Regions from separate parts of the Sus scrofa genome. Here region 1 is linked to region 2. Evidence: chromatin contacts called from public Hi-C data. All regions are on one chromosome and are shown on one strand. Each heading gives the region's core, a stretch centred on a gene start, on an enhancer-like site or on the middle of the called end of the contact. The rest is flanking DNA. Distances are from core to core; before and after follow the strand shown.

Region 1 (2,700 bases), core at 99-2,598, 130 kb after region 2:
CAGCTCAGTAGGAATTGCTGAATGAAGTAGAAACATGAACAAATGAGTAGGAAAAAAGGCCTGCCCACAAATATGAAAATTTTACCTGTTATAATTCTGTGTATCTGCTTTAATCATTTGGGGGCCTCAGATTCACTTAGGAATCTGACAAGCTGTGTTACTTAAGTATGTATGTTCAGCTTCTTGATGGGCAACAGCCATATGTGCCAATGGTCACTAATTGGGTGGTGCAGAGTTCTAGAACATGCCCCACATCTCAGAAAGCTCGTCACACAGCGCTAGTGTAGACCTTCTAAAAAAAAAAAAAGGCACTTAGTCACAGACAGTAGTTTTTTCCATGTTCTTTCTGGAAGTTCTAGAAGTCCCACCCCAACCCACATACTTCAGCAGAGGTGGCAAACTGGTGCCCTAGACTGGCTATGGCTCCACTGGGTTTTATTTGGTTCCTCAGAAGTTTTTTTAAAGAGGCTGAACACTTTGTCCAAAGTCTGGAATCCCTGTGGCTCTGTGAATCTCTGGGTGAGTCTCCCCCACAGTAAGGCTCTGCTCCCTCTAGGCGGGGCATGCTGCCACTTTTTTTAACAGAGGCATTTACCTCCTGTCTGGCCCCTGGGGCCATCTGAATTTGAGACCTTGGTTTACAGACCAAGAAAATAAAGGAGGTTTTTTTTTTTTTTGGAGGGGATCGGGAATCCAAGTGAAGCAACTCCAGTAAGAGATTGATCCAGGAGTCAGAAATCCATGAGTTGGCCTCTGCACTGCCCTGGGCTGTCTCTGGGCCTCAGTTTTCTCATCTGCAAAATGGGGATAATAAAGGAATGCATAGTGTTGGTATGATTAAGTGTTACGACGCAGGTCAGAGCACGTTGGTAATAATGCTGGGTCTGGCTCGGCTCCATCTTCCTCCCGCCCAGGGGTGGGGTGTGGTCCCTGACACGACGGAAGCATCACTGAATGATCTCTGAGTTCTCACAGCCTCAGTTTGGTCCCAGGAGAAAGCGGGTGGGGATCGCCAGGACTGCACTTAAGTCCCAGAATTCATAAGGTCCCTGGTGGGGAGGGCGCGTCCCTTGGCTGGATCCGGTGTCGTACTAGGGTCGTTCCCCACCTTGGAGACACTGCTGGGAGGGCACGCGCAGCCGCCAGGTCCGTCCGTCCCTTCTCAGGCAACACTTGAGCCTCCAACGTCTAGAGCGGGGCGAGGGGCGTGGCCTGGTGGTGGGCAGTCCCCCAACCGGATTGGTCCTCCGGCCCGTCACTCCCGGGCGCTCACCCCCCCCCCTCGCCGCCCCCGAGTATAAAGGTCCGCCTTGTCCTGGCCCAGGACGGTTTTAGAGCTGGCCTTGAAGTAGCTGCTGTTGCACCCTGGACGTCCAGCTGACCGCGGTGAGAGGCGGGGTCCCCGAATGGGGTGGGGAGGCTGGGAGCTGCTGAGCCTGGGACGCCTCTGGGGAGGAAGGGGCGGAGAGGGCCTTCCCAGGGTGCTCTGTTTATCTCCGCGGCCTGGGGAGGGGTCTCCAACCTGGGCTGAACAGCCCTCCCTCAGAAGAATCCAACTTTTGGAACAGGCTCAGACTTTCAGATTCTTCCCTCTCAATATATAGGACTTTCGTGGGGGCGAGGGAGCACGAAAGAGCTCCCCCACACACACACACACTAGAAGTGGCAGGATCAAGAGGGGGCTAAGTCCGTCCCAAACCACATCCTCTTGCTTTACAAACGCACCTTGGAGACAGGCTGCAGCCGGTTCCGCACAGGAATTCCGCTGTCCCTGGGTCTTCAGAGGGGCCCCTTTCCTCCCCGCACCGGGTGCCAATCCCTCGGCCTGGCAAAGCCCCCTCCCCTTCAAGTGGTTTTGCCCCCTGGGGACTTAGCCCCTCCCCAGCCCTCCTTCCGGCCTCCCAGCTGACCCCGGCGAGGTCTTGGGCAAATTCCGCCCCCTTCTCCTGGGTGGGTGTGGCCACTGGATTGCACAAAGTAGCAGTGGGAAGTTCCCTACCCCTTATCTGAATCCTTGCGACCTTTGTGAGAGAAGGGCCTGAGCCTACGTCCGCAGTTTCTGGGAACTTTGGAAGTTGGATCTTAGTATGTCCTGGCTGCGGCTGGAGGGCTATGTGACTTCCGCCACTTTCGGCCAGTTCTCCCTCTGGCAGCTGGAGTCAGCTGCAGGCACGTTGCTGATCCCCAGGACTTGAAATGGGTGTGCTGACATCTGCAACGGCAGCCCTTGGTTCAACTGGTTCCAGAGGGATTGATGGAAAAAAGGCATGGGAAAGAGGACCTTTGAGCTGCCCAGGAGAGTTGAGGCTCAAGGGAAGGTGAGGGGGAGAACAGGATTCAGGTGATATTCACCAGGGGTAGGTGTGCCTCCTTGCCCCACTTCCCATTTGGGGGGGAGGTCCTTCCTACCAAGCAGAAGCTCATTCCTGGCTGGCTTCACCCGTTTCTATGGGACAGACAGAGTGGTGTGAAATGGATCTGTTTATTGAGCACCTACTATGTGCCAGATACCAAGCTAAGTGCCGCATGTGCAGCCTCTCCTCCAGTCCACAGGGACTTTAGGCTAGGAACCATTATCCACATTTCACAGGTGAGGCAAGTGAGGCTCAGAGAGGAGGCTGCCTTCCCAACTTCTAGCTTCAGAGTTGTAAATCCAGGGTTAGAACCCAGTTTACTTTTTTTCTTTTGGCTGCACCCACG
Region 2 (2,700 bases), core at 73-2,572:
AGAGACACAGGAATCGGTGATGCACTGCTCCAGGCAGAGGAGCTGGGGGACGGCACAGGTGGAGAGGAGACATTTTTTTCTCTCTACCCTGTTTGAACTTGCCTGGTGTGCCCTACAGTCTCCAAAAATCTGTTCATGGAGCTTTTATACATGGAGGGGAAAAAGAACAAGTCCTACCAGGAGTTCCCGTCGTGGTTCAGTGGCTAACGAAGCCGACTAGGAGCCTGACGTTTCAGATTCAATCCCTGGCCTCATTCAGTGGGTTAAGGATCCGGTGGTGCAGATCGCAGACGCGGCTTAGATCCTGCGTTGCTGTGGCTGTGGTGTAGGCCGGCAGCTACAGCTCCGATTAGACCCCTGGCCTGGAAACCTCCATATGCCGAAGGATCAGCCCTTAGAAAAAGGCCAAAAAAAAAAAAAAAAGAAAAAAAAAAGAAAGAAAGAACAAGTCCTACTGTACAGCACAGAGAATTATATTCAATGCCCTTTGATAAACCACGATGGACAAGAATAATTTTTCAAAAGAGAGTGTATGTACACATATAACAGAAGTACTTTGTCATACAGAAATTACCACAATATTGTAAATCACTATACTTCAATTTTTTAAATAATCTGTTTAACTAGGAATATAAAGGCAAAAAGTACGACCCCACACACACCCCACCACAGACTCCCCTGGAAGCCCCCAGGGAGGGTAAAAAGGCTGTGGATGCCACCACGATGCTGTGCCCCACCCAGCATCAGCGATGCTAGGGATCCAGTACCAGGACAATGCCTGACATGGGGGAACAAATGTCTGTGGATAAGCGAGGTCAGAGGGGCCCCATGCACAGAGCAACAGGCCCCGTGCCCTGGGATGTGCACAGGGCAGGGGCCGGGAAGAGCTGCACGGGGCCAGGGCATCACCCACCTTGGCCAGGCCTGCGCGGTGGGCTCCCTGGGACTCGATGTAGGCCACGTATTTGTTGAAGTCCTTAAACTCCTCCATGGTTGGGCGAAATGTCATGATTTTACAACTCGGGTTCTGGGCCCCGTGATCCTCAGACCCCATGGCTGCAGTGGAGACACGGCCTCACCTGCGAGGGACACAAGAGAGTGTTAACACCACCACCGCCACCAGCCAGTTCCCTTCTAACCCTAACCCCTCCACCTGCAGGAGGAGGGGCGAGGAGGGCCTGGGGCTCACTACACCACTGCCCCTGGCACCAGAGACCAAGGGCCTGCCAATAACCACCAACAGAGGCGGCCCTGTTCTAAGAGGCCACACGAGGCTGGAAGCCAGGGCACCCATTCCAAACAAGAGGCCTTGGCAAGAAAAGCTCTTCCTATCAGGGTTTCATCCGCCTTGGAGCCGGAACCCAGAGGCGGCAGCATGGGCGGGCTGGGGAGTGAGTGAGGCCGTGGGTGAGCCTTGCACGAGCAAACGCTGAAGGCCACACTCACGAGCTCTGAAGGCTCTGAAGGTCACACTCACAAGCCCCTCCTCGGGCAGCAAGCAGGTCCCTCCAGCCCTGGCCCAGCTGCTGTCAAGAACCCAGGCTGCCCGAAGCCAGAATCTGTAACCAGAAGAGCAAAAGGCCAGCTTCCCGCCAGGTTGCCCTGAGCTATAACCAAGCCCAAACAAGGAAGGGCTGGCGGGGCGGGTCTGGTGGCCCACATTCAGGGCCGGCCCCTGAAGAGTACGGAGATCGGGCTCTTCTCCGTGACAAGGCGGCAGGCTGGAGAGGACCCATCTTGTCCTTCAAGTTACAGGGACCCAGCGGGGTGGCAGGTGGCCCGCCCCAGTCAGGAAGAGGCTGGGGGGACAGACTCCAGGGGAAGGGTCCCTATGGGAAGATTAAATTCTCCAACAAGAGAAGACCAGACCCCCTCCAGGATGTGGGGAAGGTCAGAACCCAAGTGCACATCTTGGAAGGAAATTAACCAAGTCCATCTCCTTGCAGCCCAAAGTGAGCTGAGGAGTGAGAAAGGCAGGGAGCCTGCCGGTCCCAGAAGGTGGAACCAGGGGTCCATGTCGCCAAGATGGGACCATTGCTCCCTAAAGGCGCTCCCCCTGGCGGGCACTAGAGGGCAGCAAGCGCCCAGGAAGGAGCTGAGACAGACCTGAAGGTCCAGGCACCAGGTCCAGACCCTGCATCAGGTGGGGGGCTGAGCACTTGATGGGAGTTGCGGGTGGCTCAGGCCTGGCTCTCAGAGTCACACCTGACAGCTGGACTGGTGAGAACCCTAAGGCCCTGGCGTCCAGACTGGGACCCCCTGAGACCCTCTGGCCTGTGTGCACAGGAGCCTCTCCCTCCTCCTCCCAGGGCAGCCAAAGGCGCAGTCTACACCGCAGGCCATGAGCGCCTGGGACCATGTAACAATGCTCGGAGCAGGATCACAGGGAACCACCAAGAAACCACAGGCTTATGAAGGAGAAGGGTTGCCACAAACCCCCTCCAGAGCAGCAGGCACCAGAGGGCCCAGGCCGCAGCCAGGACGACCAATCCCAGGGATGCACCACCAGGCTGTCCCCAGCCCCCCCCCTCGCTTGGTGCCTTAATCCCCACCTGCCATCCCCTACTCACCTCACCTGAGCCTCCAACACAGCTACCCTTTCCCCTCCAGCCCCAAAGTGGCCACACTGGGTTGTCTTGGGGCCTCTTCTATCTGGAGGGCACTCAAGGCCCGGCGGGGGGACAGGCCTGACCCCAATAC

Evidence for each region. A called contact is a pair of places that touch in the nucleus more often than the background predicts.
Region 1: a contact with region 2 is called in a Hi-C map of alveolar macrophages, with 3 times the contacts expected there. The contact joins the promoter of PLIN3 here to the enhancer-like site in region 2. A contact is called at or near these places in 1 of 5 promoter capture datasets (liver), 12 of 47 Hi-C or Micro-C datasets (alveolar macrophages, blood, embryonic fibroblasts and 8 more) and 1 of 2 datasets of contacts at active chromatin or transcription factors (alveolar macrophages).

What each region holds. Positions count from the first base shown.
Region 1 is chr2:73,968,878-73,971,577 of Sscrofa11.1, forward strand. PLIN3 (perilipin 3) reads left to right here and starts at 1,349. Exons shown (of 8, transcript NM_001031778.1): 1 at 1,349-1,386.
Region 2 is chr2:73,840,854-73,843,553 of Sscrofa11.1, forward strand. It overlaps KDM4B (lysine-specific demethylase 4B), which reads right to left. Exons shown (of 23, transcript XM_021084033.1): 3 at 914-1,079. The coding sequence starts at 1,054. Among named protein-coding and RNA genes, the nearest start is that of KDM4B, 48 kb to the right of the region's middle. Within about 2 kb of position 1,323, at least 15 of the 83 cell types and tissues checked have an H3K27ac peak or open chromatin away from gene starts, as enhancers often do. A contact at or near this core is called in alveolar macrophages, where this site is marked.